7 separate regions of the Mus musculus genome follow, and all the other regions are linked to region 7. Evidence: chromatin contacts called from public HiChIP or PLAC-seq, capture Hi-C and promoter capture Hi-C data. All regions are on one chromosome and are shown on one strand. Each heading gives the region's core, a stretch centred on a gene start, on an enhancer-like site or on the middle of the called end of the contact. The rest is flanking DNA. Distances are from core to core; before and after follow the strand shown. Region 1 holds the start of Shmt1 (serine hydroxymethyltransferase 1 (soluble)). Region 2 holds the start of Wnt9a (wingless-type MMTV integration site family, member 9A). Region 3 holds the start of Arf1 (ADP-ribosylation factor 1). Region 4 holds the start of Llgl1 (LLGL1 scribble cell polarity complex component). Region 5 overlaps Drc3 (dynein regulatory complex subunit 3). Region 6 holds the start of Dhrs7b (dehydrogenase/reductase (SDR family) member 7B). Region 7 holds the start of Cops3 (COP9 signalosome subunit 3).

Region 1 (3,104 bases), core at 345-2,844, 970 kb before region 7:
AAGTCAGAATCAGCCAGAGAATGAGAACATATTGTCAAAGTTACACTTTACCTGTATGTATACGAAGGTGCTAAATCCCCTGGAACTGGAGTACGGATTGTTGTGAGCTGCCATGTGAGTGTTGGGAATTGAACCCAGGTCCTCTGGAAGAGCAGCAGTGCTCTTAACTGCTGAGCCATCTCTCCAGCCCTGTGGGGTTTTGTTTTTATTTTTATTATTTAAATCTATTTTTTTTTAAATTAGGGGCTGGAGAGATGGCTCAGTGGGTAAGAGCACTGCTGCTCTTGCAGAGGGCCAAGGTTCTGTTCTCTGAACCCTTGTGGTGGTTCACAGCCAACTATAACTCCAGTTCTAGGGGATTTAACACCCTTTTGCCTGCCTCTGCCTTCTGAGGGCTGGGACTAAAGGCTGCACTACTACCTCCTGACTCTAAAATGATTTTTTAAATCTTATCATTTTAAATTAATTTTGTTACTAAACAATGTATTTTTATATTTTTATGCACACATGGCAATAATATATATTTAAAAATTTATTTTATTTATATATGCAAGTGTTTGTCTGCATGTATGTGTGTACCACATGCATGCATTGGCCACAGAGGTCAGAAGTGTGCATCAGAGCCCCTGGAACTGAAGGTATAAATGGTTGTGAGCCACCCATGTGGGTACTGGGAATTGAACTCAGGACCTCGGCAAAAGCAACAAATGCTCTTAACCACTGATCCATCTCTCTAGCCCCATGGCAATATGATTTGCTTCATTCGTTTTTACTAGCGTGTGTAACACAAACAACGCAAACTCTTGTTTAGGCTAAGCAGGCTCTCTAACACCGAGCCACACAGCCAGCCTCATTTTAATATTTGAGACAGCCAGCTAGCCTGAATCTTGGTATTTAGTCAGGTTGCCCTCTGTCTCAAGATCCCTCTGCCAAAGCCTGTAGAGTTCTGGTCATGCCAGCTGGGTTTTTGTTTGTCTTGTTTGTTTTTTTGTTTACTTATTTATTTGAGATAGGGATTACTGTGGGCTGACACCAGGACCCGCGGTGGTGGCGCACGCCTTTAATCCAGCACTTGGGAGGCAGAGGCAGGTGGATTTCTGAGTTCGAGGCCAGCCTGGTCTACAGAGCGAGTTCCAGGACAGCCAGGGCTAGACAGAAAAACCCTGTCTCAAAAAACCAAAAAAAAAAAAAAAAAAAAAGATCTATTTATGTCAGGCATGGTAGCACATACTTTTAATCCTAGAACTCTGGAGGCAGATCCCCTGGACACTTGTGCATTAGTTACTGGAAACTGAACCCGAACCAGGCTCGATCCCCAATCCTATCCAGGTCTTCTGGATCACAAAACACTCCTACAATCAGCAATACTGCCCAAAAGTCCCAGGTCCCAAGGTAAGGAACCGCCCAGTCCCCTCCTCCTTCCCACCCCCTCCAGTTCAGAGCTCTTTTTTTTTTTTTTTTTTTCCGTCAGGCTTTGCCCTGCTCTGAGCGCGGGCGAATCGCGCGTGGGCAGCTGGGGGCGGGCTCTACCTGGATGCTCCCACTGATTGGGCCGCTGTAGGGGCGGGGCGGGACCAGGCTGCGCTGGGGAGAGTTTAGTGGAGCTCCGGCCTCTGCGCGCCAAGTTTGGGTTTCCCCCGGACGTGGTGTGTCACGTGGTGGGGAGGCTGGTTCCCGGAGCACGTGCTGGGCTGTTAGGACAGCCCGCTGCGGGGTTCCGGCTGGAGGTGTTGCTGTGGTCACTTTCCGCGCGCTCTCCAGGAATTCGGCGATCCACTTGCCTCTGCCTCCCTAGTGCTGGGATTAAAGGCGTGCGCCACCACAACGCGTTTAGTCCCTTTCATAAAGACCGGAGGAACAGACGTTTACGGCCAGCTCCCGAAACCAAGTGAACTGGAGGCCACCCTGCACCAAGGGTTGGAACCTTTTCACAAAATCCACGCTCCTAATACAAGGTATGTAATTTCTAATCTTTGCGATTGTTTCTTTTTGTTTTGTTTGAGGTGTGAGTGTCACACATGCTGTCCTCGAACTTGATGTGTAGCCAAGGATGACCTTGAACTTCTAATGGTTCTGCCTCCACCTCACCAGTAAGAGCTATCGCTCTCGGTTCATGTGGTGCTGGGATGGAACCCCTTGGTTTATACATGTTAACGAAGCTTCCGAGGTTTGTCTGTAATCACTGCTTTTGATTTACTAGTACAACCCTGATTATCTGCAGTGCGTTACTCTATCTAGGGGACAGGTTGGCTTGTAGCGTTCTTAGCCCAGTGCCTCTATTTCAAGGTCTGGAAGTTAGGTGACCTTTGGTTAGCTGAAGCAAGCACAAATGTGTTTAATTGAGCCAGGCAGTTGCTGGACCAGAAACACCAGTTTAGGCTCCGTACAGAATACATTTAAAATTTCTTCCTTGAGGGGAAATTGAATGGAGGTGAGTAATTGTGTTACCCAGGATTCTGGGAAGCACCAAAAGTAAACAGGAGTTCACATTCTGCCTCTGTTATATGACCTTAGTTAAAGCCACTCCAAGGCCTTTGAGAGCCTCCTCTCTTTATAAAGCAGGGCACAGAGAGACTCGCACTGTTCCTGTCCCCATTACAGCCTAACACGTGGGTATGGACTTTGGCAGACCTATAGACAGTAATAAGGAAATGCTGTATGTTTTCCCCAAAGTTAGCTCAAAAACGACAGTTCAGCAGCCAGGGCTCTGCAGAGAGACCCTGTCTTGGAAAACAAAATAATCAAAAGTCTATAGTGTGAAGATCTTCTTCCTAAGTAAGCCCTAAGTAAGCCAGGAGTGGTGGTGGCACACGCAGGAAGATCTCTGTGAATTCAAGGCCAGCCTGGTCTACATAGAAAAACCCTCTCTAAAAACATAAAACTAATGCCCTGGCCTGGGTATTGTGGTGTATGGCCTTTAATCCCACCCAGCAGACAAAGAGGTAGAAGTAGGCAGAGTTCAGTGCCAGCATGGTCTACATAGTGATTCCAGGATAGTTCTATATGGAGACCTTGTTGTTGTTGTTGAAAACTATTAAATACCTGACTGAGGCTAGGCCTGGGAAAGCAGCTTGGTTGGTAGAAAGCTTGCCTGGAATGCAGGG
Region 2 (2,878 bases), core at 374-2,873, 530 kb after region 7:
GAGAGAGGGATGGATGGGAGGCATTACAGCCACCAGGATTCTAACCCCATCACCTGTAGGTTCTGAATCCCAGGGCCACAAGGCCAGCAGCAGAGATCCCAGAAGGAGCAAAGTGGCCGCTCACGCAAGCCCAGGGCGTGTCAGATGCCTGACTGGGCCAGAAGAGAGGAAGGCACAGCTGGCTGATGGGCTGCTGTGACTCACCGCGGACCTGTGGCCAGACGGCCATCCTCAGCCCTCCCTCTTGCCCGCGGGTGAGGCTTAGGGCTGCACAGATGGCGTGCAGGGGCGTGCCAGGCCAAGGCCCAGGGGTCGGACCAGGGGAGCCAGGGTGGGGAGACCCTGGGAACCGAGACATGGAACTGACCCTGGAAGACAACCCAGAAGAAATGGACAGACGGAGGAGAAAGGAGGAGAAAGAAAAACACAAAGGGAAAATTTCCCATGAAAATATTTTATTTTCTTTGAGAACAGGATACACCTGCAGGGTTCCTCAGCCCAGCCGCCTCTCCCTGCCCTGGCGGGTGCCAGATTCCTAGACCAACGGGGCCCTCTGCCGGCCACACCGCTGCGAGCGGCCACTGAAGCCAGGGGCGAGGGAACAGGTGACCGGCGAAGGGCGGCGGCCCAAGACGCAGTCCAGATCACCCAGGACCAGGGTTGCGACCCGAGGGGCTAACCCAGGTCTCCCAGAGGGGGAAAGAAGGGTGATAAGCAGGGAGGGCAGAGAAAGCTGGGGCGCTGCCATGCGTGGTGCCACCCAGGACCTTGGAGAACTCAAAGTGCAGTGGGTGTCCCTCTAAAGATCGCTGGGTTCAGGCATCCCAAACCTGGGAAAGCGAGTAGAGAGGGAGGGACGAAAGGAACCAAAGGTGAAGAGACGCGCCCAAGAACGCGGCAAAACTGCTAACGCATAGACAGGCGAGTGCGGGCGGCGACCCCGCGGGACAGCGGCGGCGTTTACCCCCCGGGGTCAGGTCTCCCAGACGTGTTCCCGAGGGCCGAGGTCGGGGCCAGGCTCGGGCGAGCGCCAGAAAAAAGCGCAAGAAAAATAAATTTCTCCAGCTTGGAGGGTTTTTTTTCTCCCCTTTGGGGCTCAGTGCAAGGAACATCTGGATTTTGTACGTGTTTTTTTGTTGTTGTTAAATTAACTTTTCCAGGAGAGAAGGGGGGTAGTGGGCAGGGGCCAGGGAGGCTCCAGCCTTTTGGCAGGAACACCGCGGCCTAAGGCGGCGGCGGCGACTCGGGAGTCACCGTGGACCGCGGCCCCGCGCAAGCCCGTCGGGGACACCGGCCCCTCTACCTCTAGGGCGCACGGCGGGCAACGACCTGCGGACCGAGAGGCGCGCTCGCTGCCAACTAACGACTCCAAGCCACCCGTGTACCCCGCCGAGCACCTGGCGAGTGCTACCCCGGGCTCGATGCCCCCGTCCGGCCCCGCCGCCCTCGCCCGCCCTCGCGCGGCCGCCCGCCGCGGGCACCTACCCGAAGTAGGCGGCCGAAGGGCGCAGCGCGGCGAGCAGCAGCGTCAGCCCGAAGGCCGCGGCCAGCCAGCGCGCCAGAAGGGACCCATCCAGCATCTTGCCGCGCCGCGGCGGCAGACCATCGCGCTCCGGGCTCCGCGCAGGGCGCGCCGCGACCGCCGCCCTCTTATAGCGTCCGCAGCCGCGGCCGCGGGGCGGGGCGCCGGCCAGCTGGGCTCGGCCCGCCCGCGCCCCGGAGGAGGGGTCACGCCGGCGCCGGGGGCGGGCCGAAATCCGAGCTGCGCGCCCGCCGCCGCCGCCGCGGCCGCCGAGCTGCTCGGCTCGCGGGGCGGGCCTGGGGCGCGCTGTGGGGAGGGCTGGGCACGTGGCGCGGTGGGAACCCCGGTCGAGTAACGGAGCCAGAAGGAGCGATGGGGCGGGACTGAGAGACAGAGCAGGGTTAGACCCCGGGGCTAGGTGTCTGCAGCCAGGACACAAGTGCGAGCTCCGGGGTGTCTCCTGACAGTTAGGGACCGGGTGTTGGCCGCCGGGAAAGACATCCAAGAGCCGAGAAACTTGGACGACTGTGCTTGAGGGGATAGTGACTGGGTGGCTTGGGAGCGACGTTAGCCACTGGATTACAGAGCGGGAGCGTGGGGGGACGCGAATCCACTCGCGGGCCAATGTTGCCAAGAGGGAGCCACTGCTGAAAGTTGGGGTGCTGTAGCTGGAGGAATGGAAAGGCGACCTCTCCAAGGGAGACCAAAAAGGCATTTCTGCAGAGCCGGTGCTGTGGCCGACTTGGACCTGAGGATGGGACAATATGGTCCTCAGGGACTTCTGGACTACTAGCTGCAGATATCACTGACACTCAGGGACCTCATACCCCAAACAGGGTGGAAGATGAAGGGGACCGCTGGCCAGGATGGTGACTGGTCTGTGTGAAAGCCCAGAGCTGTGACTCATCTTCGTGGACTGAATTGTCTATAAGTCAAACCTTAACTAACACGCAGAGAAACACAATTGCCCAGGGCACCCAATAGACTGCTTAAGAGTCCCCTGACATTGGGGGAGGGGCGGCTTATTCAGGGACCATTCAAAGTGCTGGAGAATAGGACCGAGTGATTGGATCCTGACACATGCCCACCGCGTGTCAACCTTCCGTGCTGGAGACGCACTTTCTGTGCAAGACAGTGACACACACACACACACACACACCAGAGCCAAGCTAACAAAACCCAGGGACCTCCAACACTAGCGTGCCTCCCTGACCTGGGCTTACAGGGGCAAGCTCCACACCCTGGAAGGCAAACCTCCTTACCAGCCACCGCCTTCTCAACTTAGAGGGGCTGATTCTGGATGGGAGACCTCCAAGTCTGAGGGTTTTGAGCTCCTCTGGGAGGCTGAGTTGTCTA
Region 3 (2,889 bases), core at 203-2,702, 610 kb after region 7:
ATATGAAAATTTCACTGTGGCTTCAGCTGACCTGGGGAGGTAGGAAGAGCCTGCCTAGGTAGGTATCCACTTCAAATGTATCATCCATTACACATGTGGATATTAAATATCTACAAAGGCTGTTTAAAATTTTAACTGACACAAATAATTATTTACGGGGTACAGAGTGATGTTTTGAGCGGGACTACAATGTACAGTGGTCACATTACAATAAACAGAATGACTACCACCCTGTCTCCATTTTTTCATAATTTTAGCCTTTTTAGGTACAGAAAGGGAGTTTGGTTCTTGACTATTAGCCTGCGGTTTTCTGGACACCCCATCTCTTTGTCGACTTATCCATGAGGCTAAGACAGGCTTCTGGCATGGCTGGAATCACAGGTCTCAGGAGATGTCCTGCCATTTCTCCAGGGTTGGTGGCAGGCAGCGACACCCAAGGCTTTGTATAAACACTTGCTGTGTGTTGAGGGTGAGAGAGAACAGGCAAGCACCCCCATAGACGTTTACAGAAGCAGCATTTGAAAATGGAGCCCTGAGCGATGGAAAGGGATGTGTTAGGGTCAAGAAGGTGACTATTGCATCGAATCCTGCCAGGCTCAGCACCCACAACTCTGGGGAGAAAGCTCTGGAGGTCTCAACCCCCAAACACAGTGAGGATGCCCTGTACCCTGTGCCTGGACACAACAGTGGCTGAAGCAGGCCCTGGTAACAGAACTGTCTCCTGCTAACTCAATAGATAGGGCTCCAGGCTCAAAAGAATCTCCCAGGGCCCTCAACATCTCCTACCTGTGGGACTTCTCCCAACAGCACACGGGGTGGAAGAACTGGATAGGGAGGACAGAGCCTGGGCCTGATTCCTGCATCGATGGGGAGAGTTAACGGATTCCTCCTCACCTGCACCCTGAAGGAGGCCACCCCATCACTGCCTCTCAGGCAGTGCTATGCCCATGCAGGTGTCTGGTCCTCTCAGTCAGCTCTGAGCGTGCACACAGGTCCAAGACCAGTGTGGAGACATGGTGCTTGTCTGACATTTGGCCTGCGCCTCTTCCCACTTTGGCCATCTGTCGGTCACATCATTCTCTTCAATTCCAGGGCCCAGCTGGAATATCAGAGACCCTGGGGTACTGTGAGAAGGACATTACACCTCCTAGGGCTGACACGACCTTCCCACTCTGACCTTGGCGCTCTAGAACGCTTACTGGCCTCAACCCCCGCATCCGCGGAATGGGCTGGAATTCCGCAGGAAGGCGCGCGTGCGCACGCGCCGGCGGACACGGAACTCCATACACCACACCCTTGCTCGTTCTAGTGCCGGGAGCCAGAGTGCTAGCCCGGGACCCGATCCGGAAACAGAGCGACCTCGGCTCCGCCCCGTGAAGGCTACAAAGTGCAGACGCGCAAGCGCCATCCGTGTGGGGGCGGGGCCCTCTGCGTGCCCGCCCTCTTCCCCCGGCGTGCCCCGCGGCAGGCGCTGACGTGGCTGCCGTCAGCGCCGCCATCTTGTGGGAGCGAAACCAACGCCTGGCTGGGAGCAGCCGCCGCGGAGGTGAGACGCGGGGCGCGCTGAGGCCGAAACTGGGGAGGCCGCGGGCTGGTCATCGTGGGAGTCAAGGGGGCGCTCAGCTGCGGCTGCTAAGGACCGAGTCCGGTCGGGCGGCCTGAGGTCTATGCTCAGTGAGCTCGGCGGCAGGCCGGACAGAGGATCGGGACGCCCCGGAGTCCCGCGTCGCCCACGGCCGCTTGGCCCTCCCCCACTCCGCGGCCCTTACGCCTGCCTGGCCGCCCGCCGCGGGCCGCAGCCCGGAAGTCCGGCCAGGACGCCGGCTCTTCTCCAGGAAGCCAGGTTTCCTGCTGTTCCTCTCTGCGCCTCTCCTAGGCTCCACGGCCCGAGAGCCTGGGAGCGGGGAGCAGGGTTCGGGGGGTCACGGGGTTTTCCTTCTTAAAGGCTAGCCGGCCGCTTCAGATACGGCATGAACCGCGGGCTTGGGGAAACTGAGGCTCGGGTGGCCCCGAGACGACGTCAAGGTCACTCGGGTGGCGAGGTCTTCCTCTTCTGTCTCTCGAGTCCGGTTCCTGTCGGCCTGGAGGACCGAAGTTGTAGGAAGGGGGAAGGGAAAGGGACAGGTGTCGGACAGGGGCTCCGAACTGCGGATCCAGGTGCTGGGATTTAACACGCGCATTTGCGGATCTCGGGGGATACCAGAATACCCACTGTGATCCCCAATTAGCCGTGATTTGGGCCCCGAATATCGTCGGTGAGATCTGCATTGGGGTGCCGATGGCCCCCGGAGGGGTTTGAGCCTTGTTTCGCCTCTTGACCGGCTCCTTTATGCACTTTTGGGTGGATTAGAAAGGCCATTCTGAATTGGAGAATCTTTAACCTGCCCATGGAATAACCCGTTCCCGGCCTCTGAGCAGTCCGCAGGTACAGAGACCAGGTCCAGTACACAATTCTGGCTGTCCATTTAGGGTGGTCGTGCCATGTCAGTTTGTAGTGTAGGTAGCTACATATGTTGTATGGTCTAGCTACATAGAACAAATGCAAAATGCTAGGGATTCTGTTCACATCAAGAAGGAATTCTCCCATTCAAACAGCAACTGGCTGCTTTGTCAGGAAAGGAAGGGTCAGCTGCTCTTGGTCCCAGAAGTCATTGGAGAGCCCAGTAGTTGATGCCACAACCCATGTTGGAGTCTTCTGTTGTAGTTCTTGTTTCACAACTAGTGGTCAGCAGTTTTTCCTGCAGGCTGATTCTGGTGGTTTCTGCCGTGTCTGTCAGAAGACTAGTGAGGTGCCATGGTGCTTTGTGTGCTGGCCTCGTGTCTCTCCTCTGTCTTAGCCAGTATCCACAGTGCCTGACATAGGTGACTATAGTGTCCTCACTTTTGAAC
Region 4 (3,160 bases), core at 225-2,724, 860 kb before region 7:
CCAAGATGACCTATCTCCTATCATTGCTTCCCACTCAAATCGGGCCTCACCCTCCTCAACTCCTACCCACTGTAGCATCATCAGTCAGGGGAAGCCATGCTTCAGAGACTCATCACAACTGTGGAGGTCCCCACTACACACCCCATTCACTGGCTAAAACCCACTCTCTTCTTGTTTCATGGGGCACACCCTCACGGTGAGCCAAAAAGAGGCTCCCATCTGAGAAGCCTCTCCTGGCAGCTCTTTAGTTATGGTGTCTGTAAAGCCTGGCACCCCCTGATCATTGCTGAGATCGCAACAAGAAAAAACTGAGCCATGGCAGGGTCTCCCCCTGAAAGTGCCTCCTAAGAGAAGTCCAGGGTCCCTAAGTTCTACTCAGGACAGTAGCAGCTGCTTCAAAACTCCTACTCCACTGCTATCACACAGCAAGGCAAGGAAAGATAAGCGGCCCTCTCCCTACTGAACCTCAGTTTTTTTTTTTTTGTTTGTTTGTTTGTTTTTTAACGTGTGTAATGGAAATGAGAAATCGAATCCTCAACAGCAAGATGCACACAGGCTCTGGGATAAAAGTAACATCTAATCAGAGCCCCACCAGTACAGATAAGAGTTAGGCTTGTGGGGCTCTATACTGGTCAGTGCAGACTAGGTGGGAGCTGAGGCCTTTCCCGGGTCTCTTCTGTATCTCGTCTCTCCAACTTTAGTAAGGTCAGGAACTGGCCGGGTCGCAAGGACATCCAGAATCCACAAGGGGGAAACTGGCCTCATTTCATGGCGGGGGAAACTGAGGCACTAAGGTTTGAAATGCAGTTGAGCATACAGACCAGCACATCCCTTGAACTAGGGACCCCAAGGTAGGGCAGAGCCTGGTGAGAAAAGTGGAGGCGCAGGGATTTCCCAGCCCCCCCACCCCCCACTTTTCCCTCTCTCGCCCGCCTAAGAGTTAAAGAAAACAAAACCTGGCCCTGAATGTCCCTCAGCCGAGCCGGGCTACACACCAAAAATGAAAGAAAAGAGGCCAAGAGCGAAAGGCAGATAGGTCGGAGGACCCCACTGAGCCCAAGGGACACCGGGAGAGATATCAGGGGTTCAGAGACCAGGAGCCCGAAAGCGCACGGCACGGCGCGGGGCGCAGCCCGACACCCCAACCAGGCACACCCGAGCAGCGCGGCGCTCGCAGGGCAGAGGCGGCCCGATGTGGCCCGCCTGAGCCGCCGGCGCCCCCGCCGCCGCACCTTGTGGAAGGCGAAGAGCTCCTGCTTAAGCTTCTCGCGCTGCGGGTCGGCGCCCTGCCGCCGGAACCGAAACTTCATCATCTTGCGCCCGCCTCCGCCACCGCCGCGGGATGCGCCCGGCCCCGCCGGTCCTGAGGCGCGGGGCGGGGCCTGCACGGAGGCGCGGGACGCCACGGACGCCCGCCCGACCCACGACGTGAGCGTGCCCGCCGTGCCGTGCCGCCCCTTGCTCGCCAGACAATGGGCGAGGACGGGGCCCCCGGGCTCGCCGGGCTCGCCGGGGGGGGGGGGCAGTCACGCATGCGCAATGGTGCGGGGCCTGCTGGGACTTGTAGTCCGAAGGTGGGTCCCAACCGTGGGAAGCTGGGCTGTGGTTTGCTAAAGGTTGTTTTCCACTCACGACTGAGCTAACAACATTCTAATAATTCCAGGGACAATTCTCTAGCCCCTCCCGGTCCCACTTCCCCCATCTTTGCCGTTGTTATCTAGTTTGTGTGGCCAGTTTTCACGGATCACTACTTTGCCTATTCCTCCGGTGTGTATTCCACACCACGCTTTTTGTCTCAACTATTATCGAAGAACCCCTCTCTAGGAGCCCGCGATGGTTGTGCATAACTTTAATTCTGGCAATCAGGTGGCAAGCAGAGGCAGGCAGATCTCTCTGAGTTCCAGGCCAGTCAAAAGCTACATTGTAAAACTATGTCTCAAAAAAAAAAAAGAAAATCTCAATTCCTTGAGAGTTATTATTCATGACCCAACACAAAGAACTTCGGTTTGCACCGGCTCAGAAGATCCTTGAGAGGGACGCGAGGCAAAGAAAAGGGGCGGAGGGCTGCAGGAGGTGGCAGGCACGTAGGGCTGAACAGGAGCGGGCTGGATACAGCTTCTCCCCTTGTTTCCCCCATCCCTACAGGGAACTCCGAGAACAAAGCTGCGCCCCGCCCCCGCTTTCTTCCTGTCCCACCCACCTCCCGAGACTTTTCTCTTCTGGACAATGGCCTCTAGGCTGAACCTTTTCCTGCTAGCTGAGGGACTCAGTGTTGGGAGAGATCCCAGGAGTTTAAGCGGGCCAAGCCCCTGTCCTCCCATCTTTGTCAAGAGAGGAGGCGTTGACCCTTAACCCTCAGGCAGCTGCACTGCAGCAACAGGGACCTAGCTACCTCCAAACTGCCCACGACCAGCGTTGCTCAACCCGCCCTGGGAGTTGGGGCTCAGGACTCACAGCTCTTTCCCGAGCTGTAGCTAAAGTGGTTGGCTAGACAGCAAAGGGCCCCTCCTGATCTCAACACGCTTAATGATTTTAAGAGCTCACTGAGAGAGGCACAGATACCACACAATTTTAAAGTGATATCACCCCAGATGCACAGAGGAAGAAACAGTGGCAGCCAACACAGACCAAGATCAGCCCCACACAAGTCATGATCAGAAGCAACTCAGAGGCCTAGGCTACAGTCCTTGTGCTACCCCATGTTGGATTTCAACCTTGCAAATGCTCAGGACATGCTCTACCTCAGCACCAGCTTTCTCTACCCTCATCTCTGCAGTAAAAGTTTATTAGGTTACCCAAGTAACCAATCCCCAGAAATTTTACACTGCAGTCACAAAAACAAAACAAACAAACAAAAAACCCCAAACACCAGACAACAAAACAGCAACAAATAACTTCTGTTGTTTGATAGCCAATAAGAATGACTTTTACCGGGCAGTGGTGGCATACGCCTTTAATCCCAGCACTTGGGAGGCAGAAGCAGGCAGATTTCTGAGTTCGAGGTCAGCCTGGCCTCCAGAGTGAGTTCCAGGACAGCCAAGGCTACACAGAGAAACCCTGTCTCAAAAAACAAAACAACAACAAAAAAGAATGACTTTTAAGGGGCTAGAGAGATGGCTCAGTGGTTAAGAGCACTGACTGCTCTTCCAGAGGTCTTGAG
Region 5 (3,328 bases), core at 296-2,795, 550 kb before region 7:
TGCCTGGTGCCTACAGAAGTCAGAAAGAGGCACTGTATCCTCTAGAACTGGAGCTACCAACTTTGAGAGCTGCCATGAGGGTTCTAGGAACCAAAGTCAGGCCCTCTGCAAGAGCAACAAGTGCTTTTAACCAATAAGCATCTCTATGGCTACTGCCACTGGGTTTTAGGTGGGTTTTTTGTTTGTTTTTGTTTTTTTTTTTGTTTTGTGTGTGTGTGTGTGTGGTTTTGTTTGTTTTTGTTTTGTTTTGTTTTGTTTTCGAGACAGAGTTTCTCTGTGTAGCCCTGGCTGTCCTGGAACTCACTCTGTAGACCAGGCTGGCCTCGAACTCAGAAATCCGCCTGCCTCTGCCTCCCAAGTGCTGTGATTAAAATCGTGAGCTACCACTGCCCGGCTGTTTTTTTTGTTTTGTTTTGTTTTATTTTTTTAATTTACACTTCTCTCTCTCTCTCTCTCTCTCTCTCTCTGTGTGTGTGTGTGTGTGTGTGTGTGTGTGTGTGTGTGCGTGTGTAGGTCAGAGGACAGTTTGCTGGAGTCTGTCCTTTCCTTAACCACACGGGTCCCTGGAATCAAACTGAGGTCATCAGGCTTGGTGATAAGAACCTTTCTCCACTGAGCAGGACCATCTTGCCAGCCCTGTCCTGGGCCTCTTGCCCATGTAGCTGCCTCCACCAGGACCAAATATCCTGGCCGCACCCCCTCCCCCCTGAATGAAGCCTTTCCTTCTAGGCCTCTCAGCAGCATCTGCCCATCCTCTCCACAAGGGCCATGGAGAGCAATTTCGAGAGCCAGCTCTATTCCAGAGAGCTCATTTAATCTCTCTCGGCCTCTACTTCCTCACATATGAGACAGTTTTTCTATGTAGTACCATGGTGGCTAGTGGGGTAAATGAGCTATATCATGCATAATGATTTACCACATATCTGGCAGATCCAGGAGCTTGGGTAAGTGCTGACAGTCACCCTAGACTTCCAACAACTAACTGCTGTCCCTAGTGCTTAGCAGAGCACTTGGGGCCAAAACAAATCTCAATATTGTTGAGAGAGTAATAAGAACGTGATTAGGAACCCTCCTCTGGAAGACGCTTTCCTGACCCTTCATAGCCTCAGCACTGATGCAGGGCATCACAGGAGCCCAAAACCTGTCTGTATGCAGTACAAATGAGCCCATTCTCGTGTGTGTGTGTGTGTGTGTGTGTGTGTGTGTGTGTGTGTGTGCACGCGCGCGCGCGCTCATGCACAGCATTTTGATGAATACAAGTAAGGTTGTTGGAAGCACGGACTAGAATCTTCCAGCTTCAGGTGACCAGGTGACTGGCAACATGGCCAGGATGAGAGCAAGAACCTGAGAAGTGTTTGGCCACTGAAAATAATCTCCCTGCTTGAAAGGACTGGAAGCCCCCAGCAACCCTCCCCTGCATGCACTGCTTCTGCAGTACTTGAGCAGAGCAGTTCCCAGTGGGAAACGAGCGGCTGCTGTGCTGTGCGACAGCAGATCCATTCTGCGTAGGAAGTGCCATTTGATGTGTGAGGAATTGATTAGGCACCGGCTCTTGGCCCGGCTGTGGCAGCATCTGAGGAGGTCCAATTCATCATGCAGCGTCCAGCCCCCAGCCTGGCTGCGTGCACACACACAAGTCACCCTGGCACACAGATGCTCTTGAGATGCCTGGGCTTTTTCATTCTCCCAAGTTGGGGCCAAGCGGCAGCCTCCCGACATCGCCCACCCCGAGACAGCAGGCACAGGCTGCGGCACTGATGAGCCTTTGTTTGTCTCCCGAGTGCAGGTCCACCTGTCTTATAAGCTCCTGAACTTCCCCTTGGGTCTAATAAGAAATCTGTACTCTGCTGAGCCTGTTTTAGGATGGAGGAGGGGAGATTTTCAGAGGACTGAGTTCACCTCTCATTCTCCATAAGAATCCTTTCCGAGGCAGCAAAGAGAGCAGTGTGTTCCTTTTCCTCCTGTCTCCTCTCCCTCCTCGCCCCACCCCCTCTCTTTTGCATTGCTGAGGATGGAATCCAGGGCCTTGTCTGTGCAAAGCAAGCACTGAGCTATACCCAGCCCCTGACTTTAAGGTATTTTAATAATTTTGGTAAAAGGTGATTTTGTGGTGTGTGTGTGTGTGTGTGCACATGTGTGTGTGCATGTGTGCACGTGCATGCACTCACATATGAGTATGTATACATGCTCATGCTCATTATATGGTGGGGTGTACACATTATATGTGCCTGTGGCCCTGGATGAAGGCAAAGGACAACCTCAGGCACCGTTCGCCTTTTTCTCTCGCTGGCCTGGAACTCTTCATGTTTACTAAGCCATTTGGCCAGTGAGTGCTAGTGACCCACCAGTCTCCATCTGTCCAGTCCTCTCCTGTGTGTCCACTGGGTCACACTGGACACAGGGGAGAGGAGCCTGTGGAGGGCGTGCTTGCAGGGTTCTGCAGCTGCATGCGGGGGCCCCTGGATATATGCTAGTCTGACTCTACCTCCAGCTGTTCCACCAGCTGCATCTCCAGGATCATGAGTGTGTTGAACAGCTCACCGATGCTCTCAGTGCACTCCGTCAGCTTCTTCTCGATGTTGGACAGATCAGTCTCTTCCCGGATGGCATTTAAGTTCTACAAATAGAAATCCGCACTTGGGGGGACTCAGTAGTTAACAGTGTAGTAGGAAGTGATGATTTGGTTTTATGGGTAAAAACTTAGAGTCTAGAGGTGAAGGGCCAAGTTCAAGTGTCAGCCTGCCATGTGCTAGCTCTGACAGCTCTGGGGACGCTGCCTGCTGCTCTGGCACACTGTATACAAAGGCACCTGGAAGTGGCAAGCATGAAAAGAGCACTCAGACCTACCCTTACCTCCCTGGAAGAAGAAGATGAAACTCCTGTGGGCCAGCCTCTTTCACAGTGCCAGGAGGAGGGAAGATATTCTTATCGGGAGAGATGGGAGCCAAGGTTGGGGGCAGTCTGTGCAAATCAAGCTTTAAAAACTGATTCATAGGGCTGAATAGATAGCTCAGCAGGTAAAAACACTTGCTACTTTTCCAGAGAACCTAGGGTCAATTCCCAGCACCCATATGGTAGCTCAAAACTGTAAATCCTGTTCCTGAGGCTCTGATGCCCTCTTCTGGCCTCTCTGGGTACCAGGCATGTAAGCAGGGCACGGACACACAGGCAGACAAAACACCCGTACACATAAAATAGAAATAAATAAATAAATAAATAAATAAATAAATAAATAAAGACTCATAGCAGGCATGATGGCACATGCGTGTAACCCCGGCACTTGTGCGACAGAGAGAGCAAATGAAAGAGGATCAGGAGTTTGAGGCCA
Region 6 (3,159 bases), core at 609-3,108, 990 kb before region 7:
TTGTGACCTCCTGCCTGGGGAGTAATTGCAACTACCAGCATCCCCCCCAAGTGCCTGGCACTAGGGTTTGAGGAGGAACCTGGGCCTCCATACTAAGCGGGTGCACAGGACTTGTAACAATCTTTCAATAATTTCTCTTACAATGACCAACTCAAAGGCAATCTTGGTTCCCTGGATGAGCATGGCTTTTGCATAGAGGAATGTATCTAAAAGCCTGCCTCCCCTCATTAATTTGCTGCAGCTAAGCTTCCAGGACTCTTCCGAAATGTAGAGATACTACTACTGACTTCATACTCTGCTGTGATGAGGAAAGTGGGTATCTACAATAGACAGATAGTGGTGGGTACTCCAGTTAGTTTCCCTTCCTGCACTTCTAAAACAAGTAGGTCTTGATGCCTAATTCAAACCTTATCACTAAGGGGTCCCTTGCCACCTGCTACTTCTCTAAAGCTTTCCACTACCCCTACAGGGTTACAAGACTGAAAAGTCTTTACAGGCAATTCCACTAAAAGTAGTAAGTACGGGGCTGGAGAGATGTCTCATTAGTTAAGAGCACTGACTGCTCTTCCGAAGGTCCTGAGTTCAATTCCCAGCAACCACATGGTGGCTCACAACCATCCGTAATGTGATCTGATGCCCTCTTCTGGTGTATCTAAAGACAGCTACAGTGGGGCCAAGGGCTTCCAAGGCTGTGGGTTATGGGAAGCTCTAAGGACAGAGGGCCAATGAAGGCTGTGGATATGCACAGTGGAGACTCTTTTAGTTACTGTATTGACATTGCCTGCACTGTGTATTGCTCAGACAGGATGTGCTGGGCACTAAAGATCATGCTGCCCTGGCACCCAAGTGTTAAGGTCAGCCCTTCAACCCTCTGCTTGACCATGTGAGCATCCTGGATCCCAAACATGAGATCCTGCCCACCACCACCATCTCAGAACAAAAAGGTGGGAAGCCAGAGCCAACTAACATGTCCCAGTCAGTGCCTACAGGGTCTTAGCAGCTGTGTCTGGAGGCTGGCTGTTGTCCTGTAAAGACATTTAATAAAATATCGCATAAAAAGGAAAAATAACAAAAGTAAATACCCACCTGAGAGCTAGTGCAAGTGTTTGTGTGGAAAGGCGTATGTATTAACTCTCAAATCACTATACTAAAGGCTAATGAACTGAGAGTAATGTATGAGTACCATGTGTTGAGTACATGTAGCCACTAGCTAAGCCCTTGCAAGCAAAAACTTATTTACTCTTCACTACTGCCATATTTCTAAAGTTTTAACTGAAGAAACGGTCGCTGAATGTTTAAGGCATCCACCCACAGTTGCACCTGCTAACCGGCACAGTTAGGGTTGGAAGTGTCTAATCTAAGAAAGCTGTTCTCATGGATGTTCCAAAGTCAGAATCTTGCTCGCCCTTTCCGAAAACCCAGATCTCCTAACCATCCCCGGGCAGGAGTGCCACTGGGGTCATGCCACAGTAGCTATGCACACGCGACCTTGCGCGCTCTAGGCTCCAGACCCTGAAACGCACACACAGAGACCAGGTGATCTCCGCGATGAGCGTGCCGGGGCGGAGTGCCTGAACCCTGCTTCCTTCACTGTGGGGCGCCGCGGGGAACCGGAAGCTATCAGGATCCACAGCCTCCCCAGAACGTGCTCAGCCTCACTCAGTCACTTAAAGCAGATGTACCCCGCGCCTCCGCTTTAGACAGGACACCGTCCTCATTTCCACTCACCAAGAGGTTGCAACATCCCTAGCCTTTACCTAAAGGACGGAGAGATCATGGTCAATCAACTTCATGCTCCCGCCTCGGAATTGACGAAATGCAGCTTGGTTCCGTCCAATCACAATACTCGGGAAGCACATGCGCTCTGAAGATGCGCCCAACAGAGGTAGAGTTTAGCCTTTGCGGTCTAAATGACGTCAGTCTGCTTAAGTCCTATACCGTAAATCTTCCGGAGGAAAATTCTAAGTAGTGGTTTGGGTTCCATCGGTTTTCAGAAAAAACTGAACTTGCTCTGCAAAGCTGAGTTTGATGGCATATGGCTGTTATCCGAGTACTTGAGAAATGAAGGGAGGCAGCTCAGGAATACAAGGTCCCCTTTGGGCTAGGCTGCATGACACTGCTTCAAAAAGCAAAAATAAATGCTACAGTTGCCAAGATTATTATAAACGGCGATGTGATGTTGTTACAAAGATGGGGAGAGGGGGCTCGGTTTTTGTTTTTGTTTTTTAAGGAGGTTAGAAACAGACCTACACATAAGTAGTCACTTTTCCTTCCAACAAGGAGCCACATTTAACACAACTAGGAACGTACTATTCTAGTATTACTATTATATATATATATATATATATATATATATATATATATATATGTATATATATATATTACATACATACATTATATACATACATACATATATACATAAATACATATGTGTACATATATACATATATATACATACATATATGTCACTATTACATGTAATATTAATACTATTAATAGTGCTAAGTCTAGGAACTTTCTTTATTCTTTTTCTTTCTTTCTTTCTCCCCCTCACCCCGCCTCTTTTTGGGTTTTTGAGACCAGTGCTTTCTTTATGTAGCCTTGGCTGTCTTGGAACTCGTTCTTTACACCAGGCTGACCTCGAACTCACAGAGATCTGCCAGCCTCTGCCTTCCAAGTGCTGTGAGTTCAAGACTAGCCTGGTCTACATCGCGAGTTTCAGGACACCCAGGACTACAGAGAGAGACCTTGTCTCAAGATAATAATTATAACAACAACGTCAACAACACAAGAGAGTGTATAAGCAATACAATTTGTAATACATATAGCTGGAAATAAATTTTATTTCAAAAGATACAAAGTTTGCAGAAAAAATTATTATCTTAGTTTTTCAAGACAGGGTCTCTCTGTGTAGTCCCAGTTGTCCTGGAATTTACCCTGTAGACCAGGCTGGCCTCAGAGATCTGCCTGCCTCTGCCTTCTGAGTGATGGGATTAAGGGCATGAGCCACTATTGCTCAGCAAATTTATTGTATGTTCATTATTGACTGTTTATTGTAGATGAGAGGAGCTTGCATAAAGATATTTCATGCAAGTTTATAATGTACTTTGGGCATACTCTCCTCCATTCTCTCTAGCCTCCTCTTTCCACCCCCACTTA
Region 7 (3,249 bases), core at 328-2,827:
ATGACTAGATATGCCACTAGTACTGGTGTTTCTGCCCCCTTTGGAGCTGTGGTTCATTGACCACTTGGAAGGATGAAGATAAAGCAGTATTCCTCCAGAGGGTAGTGCCATCTCCAACTGTAAACCAGGAACCTATAATCTGGTTAAATATCCTTGTTGGTGACCGTTTCCTGTCACCAACCCACCAATTCCTCAGCTCCAAAACCTACGAATCCCTGAGCACAAACTCTCACCAGTCTTTGAGTTTGGCTTGAAATCTCACTAATCCTCACCGTGGAAATCTTTACCCTGGAAAACTCCTTCCCCATGAAACTCTGTATAAGCCTGTCTCCTCACCAATTCCCTGCTGCTTCTCCCAGGAGAGGCAGCACCCTCTGTTATCTCTCCCAATCTCTTGAGTGACGTTTGATGTGCCATGTGACTTTGTGGCATTCCTTGGCTCCAGACTGCCAGGATAACTTTCCCTTCAGCTGTCACACTTACACACAAGCAACCTCTCCCCTCAGAGCTGTAATACTTCCATTGGAGAAGTCTTTCCGGAGCTGTAACACATTCATTGGCATTGCCCCCTCGGAACTGCAACACTTGTATTAGGGAAAACTTGCCCCTTAGAGCGGTAACACTAACACCCTGGATCCCGGTTGCTTTCAAGAGTCTCCCTCTAAAGCCTCATTGCCTGAGGCCTTTCATTCATCTTATGAAGTGATACAAAGTAACCTTTTTCTCATCTTTGCTACAGCACTAGAAATCCTAGGAAAGAAATTAGTTCCGAGCCAAGCAGGAACCTAAAGTGTGCTGTGCTATCTATCAGAACCCCTTAGCCTTAGATTACCGAGCTTGCTTCAGAGGGAAAGTTTAACCTGAGTTTAACTGTTACAGATAGATGATGGTCATATAAGAAACCAAAGATGGAATGAGAAAAATCACTGCTTCAGTCTAGACCTGGGGAGCCTGGAAATCCGAGGAATTGCTTGGTGTTTAATTTTCAGCTTTAGAATTCAAAACCTTCCTAATGTTACACTTTGACTTGGGAAACTGTCCAGCACTAAGCTGTTAGTTCTCAGGCATTGTGTATGTTCAGAAATGAGCACAACCTCAGATACAGAAGGGTTTCTGGTCGTTAGATAAAAGCCACCATTCCTAGGAACTTATAAAACGAGTTCCCCATCCTTCAAAAGGAGTCATTTTCCCTTGCCTTTGGAAGAAAGTATGGCTCTCTAGTGACATGTTCCGGAAGTGGCAATGGAGCCGTGTCGGAAGTATGTGGCTAGGTTTAAAATAATGTTCAGTCATTCTAAGCAAAACTGGGCCCAGAAATTTTGTGCTTAAGTGTTATTCTTTCCTTTCTTCGTTATTTCCATTTAACATGAGACGAGATTTCCCAAGTGCACTACAATGAAAGGCGAGGGAGGGGACCTGACTTCCGGCGACTAGCGGAACTGTTTCCATGGAGACAGGAGGGGGTGCCTCAGCCAGGTAAGATCTCGCGGCGCTTGGCCGGCGGAAGTGACACAACCTGCCTCCAGGCTTTAGTGGGTCGCCGGGCCCCTCCTCCTAGAGCAGTCGCTTTTTCCCGCGCGAGCTTACCTCTGTTGCTCGGGCCACCAGCGGGGGGAAACATGGCGTCTGCTCTGGAGCAGTTCGTGAACAGTGTCCGACAGCTCTCAGCTCAAGGTGAGGCCTGGGCCGCAGAGCTGGCCCGGTATGCCCTGGCACCGGTGCGGATTTGGGACCGCCCTTCGCTCTCTAGCCTCTCCCCCTGGACCTGCTCAAGCCTTGGTGCTTAGGGTAGGAGCGCACGGCCGAGGGGAGCAGTCCTCGTGCTGTCGTGCGCCGTCGTCCTTGCCGTCGCCTTCCCCTGCCTCGGGCCCCGGAGACTTTCCTTCCCCTCCCCCTCCAGCACCCCCCCTCCGGGCCCCAGCCACGGGGCGCCGCTTGACAGTTTGGGGGCGTGACTTCCGGTAGGGGCATTCCGGAGCACCCATTGGTCCCTTGGCCATCACTGCTTTTTGGTGATTGGTCTAGCGTCCTGTCCGTCCTGCCGGTCTGCCCCCCCGCCCCCACCAGGCCCTTCTAGCGGCTGGAGGGGAGTCTTTTCTAGGCTCCTTGGCTAGAAGGCGTGAGTCTTGGCTGGCCAGCGGCGCACGCTCGGAATCCTCCGCCCCTATTTTGGTCGAACCGAGCTCCAAGGGAGCTTTCAGTAGTCGGACTACATCTCTAGGGCGTACAGTTGTTACTTTATTTCCCCCCCTTAATTTGCATACCGTCTGGTCCATTCATCTCGTCACTTGAACACACCCATAATCTTGAGCCAGAAGAATGTGACCTCTCTTTAATAGAGTTAAGGGAATGGAGTGGAGAAAGCATGTTAGAAATGCTTTTGACATGTGGAAATTCCGTGAGGTTAGGCTCGTTTCTTCATCTGTAGAAAAAGAGAGGTATGAGGTGTGTCCGGGTAGTTGTCCACCTAACTCTTGTAAGGTTTAAATGATGACACCATGCAAAATAAATGGTAATTCTCGTTTTCCTTGTCAGTGATAGACTTAAGCTCACAGGCCAGATAGACACCTGTGAGTGATTTTTTTTTTTCTTTAAATAAGTCATTCATCCATACGATACAGGTAGGACTAGTTAAGTAAGGAGTGAGCATAGGCGTGCACTCCTTTAGTCCCCTAACTCTGGAGGCTGAGTTAGGTGGATCTCTTGAGTTCAAGGCCAGCCAGCATTACACAATGAGAACCTTGTCTCTAAATAAGTTAATTAAGTGGAGCTGGAGAACAGCTCTCAGCATGTACTACTCTTTCAGAGGACCAGAGTTCAGTTCCTGGCATTGTTAGTGGACACCCAACCCCTTGTAACACCAGCTTCAAGGGACCCAAAACCTAACATCCTCTTCTGTCTCTTCACGCACCTTCACTTACATGCACATAACCACATACAGACACAGAAAATTAAAATTAGACAATTACAGCACAGCCGTACAAATGGATTCCTATGCAGCTGTGGGAAGAAAAGTGCATATACTTTTTGCAAACTGAAAAGGAATCTGAGGTCATCATTAAATAGCAGAAAGATGCTTAATAGTGTACACAACACAGTGCCATCTATGTGAATAAATAGACTGCATGGCGCATGGGTGAGTATTCCTATTCATGTGGACTGTCTTTAGATCCTTAAGGTGTTCACTGGTAACACTGGGTTGCTTCTGAGAAAAGAATGAGGCTAGCTGGAGTATAGACTCTGGATGGG

Evidence for each region. Promoter capture Hi-C pulls out the DNA fragments that hold promoters and counts their contacts. HiChIP or PLAC-seq counts read pairs in DNA pulled down with a chosen protein or histone mark. Capture Hi-C pulls out chosen DNA fragments and counts their contacts.
Region 1: a capture Hi-C map of macrophages shows a contact between it and region 7, with 7 times the contacts expected there. The contact joins the promoter of Shmt1 here to the promoter of Cops3 in region 7. A contact is called at or near these places in 1 of 39 promoter capture datasets (pre-B cells), 1 of 484 Hi-C or Micro-C datasets (liver), 1 of 115 datasets of contacts at active chromatin or transcription factors (pro-B cells) and 1 of 9 other capture datasets (macrophages).
Region 2: an H3K27ac HiChIP or PLAC-seq map of the NIH/3T3 cell line shows a contact between it and region 7, with 5 times the contacts expected there. The contact joins the promoter of Wnt9a here to the promoter of Cops3 in region 7. A contact is called at or near these places in 2 of 39 promoter capture datasets (liver and pre-B cells), 2 of 115 datasets of contacts at active chromatin or transcription factors (the NIH/3T3 cell line and large pre-B cells) and 1 of 9 other capture datasets (macrophages).
Region 3: an H3K27ac HiChIP or PLAC-seq map of extraembryonic endoderm stem cells shows a contact between it and region 7, with 2.8 times the contacts expected there. The contact joins the promoter of Arf1 here to the promoter of Cops3 in region 7. A contact is called at or near these places in 3 of 39 promoter capture datasets (cranial neural crest, liver and pre-B cells), 1 of 484 Hi-C or Micro-C datasets (embryonic stem cells) and 4 of 115 datasets of contacts at active chromatin or transcription factors (bone marrow-derived macrophages, extraembryonic endoderm stem cells, large pre-B cells and 1 more).
Region 4: a contact with region 7 is called in an H3K27ac HiChIP or PLAC-seq map of embryonic stem cells, with 4 times the contacts expected there. The contact joins the promoter of Llgl1 here to the promoter of Cops3 in region 7. A contact is called at or near these places in 1 of 39 promoter capture datasets (erythroid cells) and 2 of 115 datasets of contacts at active chromatin or transcription factors (embryonic stem cells and pancreatic cancer cells).
Region 5: a contact with region 7 is called in a promoter capture Hi-C map of hippocampal neurons, with 2.5 times the contacts expected there. The contact joins the enhancer-like site here to the promoter of Cops3 in region 7. A contact is called at or near these places in 2 of 39 promoter capture datasets (cranial neural crest and hippocampal neurons), 5 of 115 datasets of contacts at active chromatin or transcription factors (astrocytes, bone marrow-derived macrophages, embryonic forebrain and 2 more) and 1 of 9 other capture datasets (embryonic stem cells).
Region 6: a contact with region 7 is called in a promoter capture Hi-C map of pre-B cells, with 3 times the contacts expected there. The contact joins the promoter of Dhrs7b here to the promoter of Cops3 in region 7. A contact is called at or near these places in 2 of 39 promoter capture datasets (embryonic stem cells and pre-B cells), 2 of 484 Hi-C or Micro-C datasets (B cells and liver), 3 of 115 datasets of contacts at active chromatin or transcription factors (bone marrow-derived macrophages, large pre-B cells and pancreatic cancer cells) and 1 of 9 other capture datasets (adipose tissue).

Annotation. Positions count from the first base shown.
Region 1 is chr11:60,809,755-60,812,858 of GRCm38.p6, reverse strand. It overlaps Shmt1 (serine hydroxymethyltransferase 1 (soluble)), which reads left to right and starts at 1,594. Exons shown (of 12, transcript NM_009171.2): 1 at 1,594-1,955.
Region 2 is chr11:59,305,675-59,308,552 of GRCm38.p6, reverse strand. Wnt9a (wingless-type MMTV integration site family, member 9A) reads right to left here and starts at 1,623. Exons shown (of 4, transcript NM_139298.2): 1 at 1,486-1,623. The coding sequence starts at 1,580.
Region 3 is chr11:59,226,830-59,229,718 of GRCm38.p6, reverse strand. It overlaps Arf1 (ADP-ribosylation factor 1), which reads left to right and starts at 1,452. Exons shown (of 5, transcript NM_007476.3): 1 at 1,452-1,546.
Region 4 is chr11:60,698,014-60,701,173 of GRCm38.p6, reverse strand. It overlaps Llgl1 (LLGL1 scribble cell polarity complex component), which reads right to left and starts at 1,474. Exons shown (of 21, transcript NM_001159404.2): 1 at 1,233-1,474. The coding sequence starts at 1,313.
Region 5 is chr11:60,383,503-60,386,830 of GRCm38.p6, reverse strand. Drc3 (dynein regulatory complex subunit 3) reads right to left here. Exons shown (of 14, transcript NM_029044.2): 10 at 2,486-2,617. Among named protein-coding and RNA genes, the nearest start is that of Drc3, 32 kb to the right of the region's middle. Within about 2 kb of position 1,545, at least 66 of the 459 cell types and tissues checked have an H3K27ac peak or open chromatin away from gene starts, as enhancers often do. A contact at or near this core is called in embryonic forebrain, forebrain and hippocampal neurons, where this site is marked.
Region 6 is chr11:60,829,330-60,832,488 of GRCm38.p6, reverse strand. Dhrs7b (dehydrogenase/reductase (SDR family) member 7B) reads right to left here and starts at 1,858. Exons shown (of 7, transcript NM_145428.2): 1 at 1,758-1,858. The coding sequence starts at 1,777.
Region 7 is chr11:59,838,095-59,841,343 of GRCm38.p6, reverse strand. It overlaps Cops3 (COP9 signalosome subunit 3), which reads left to right and starts at 1,577. Exons shown (of 12, transcript NM_011991.1): 1 at 1,577-1,674. The coding sequence starts at 1,620.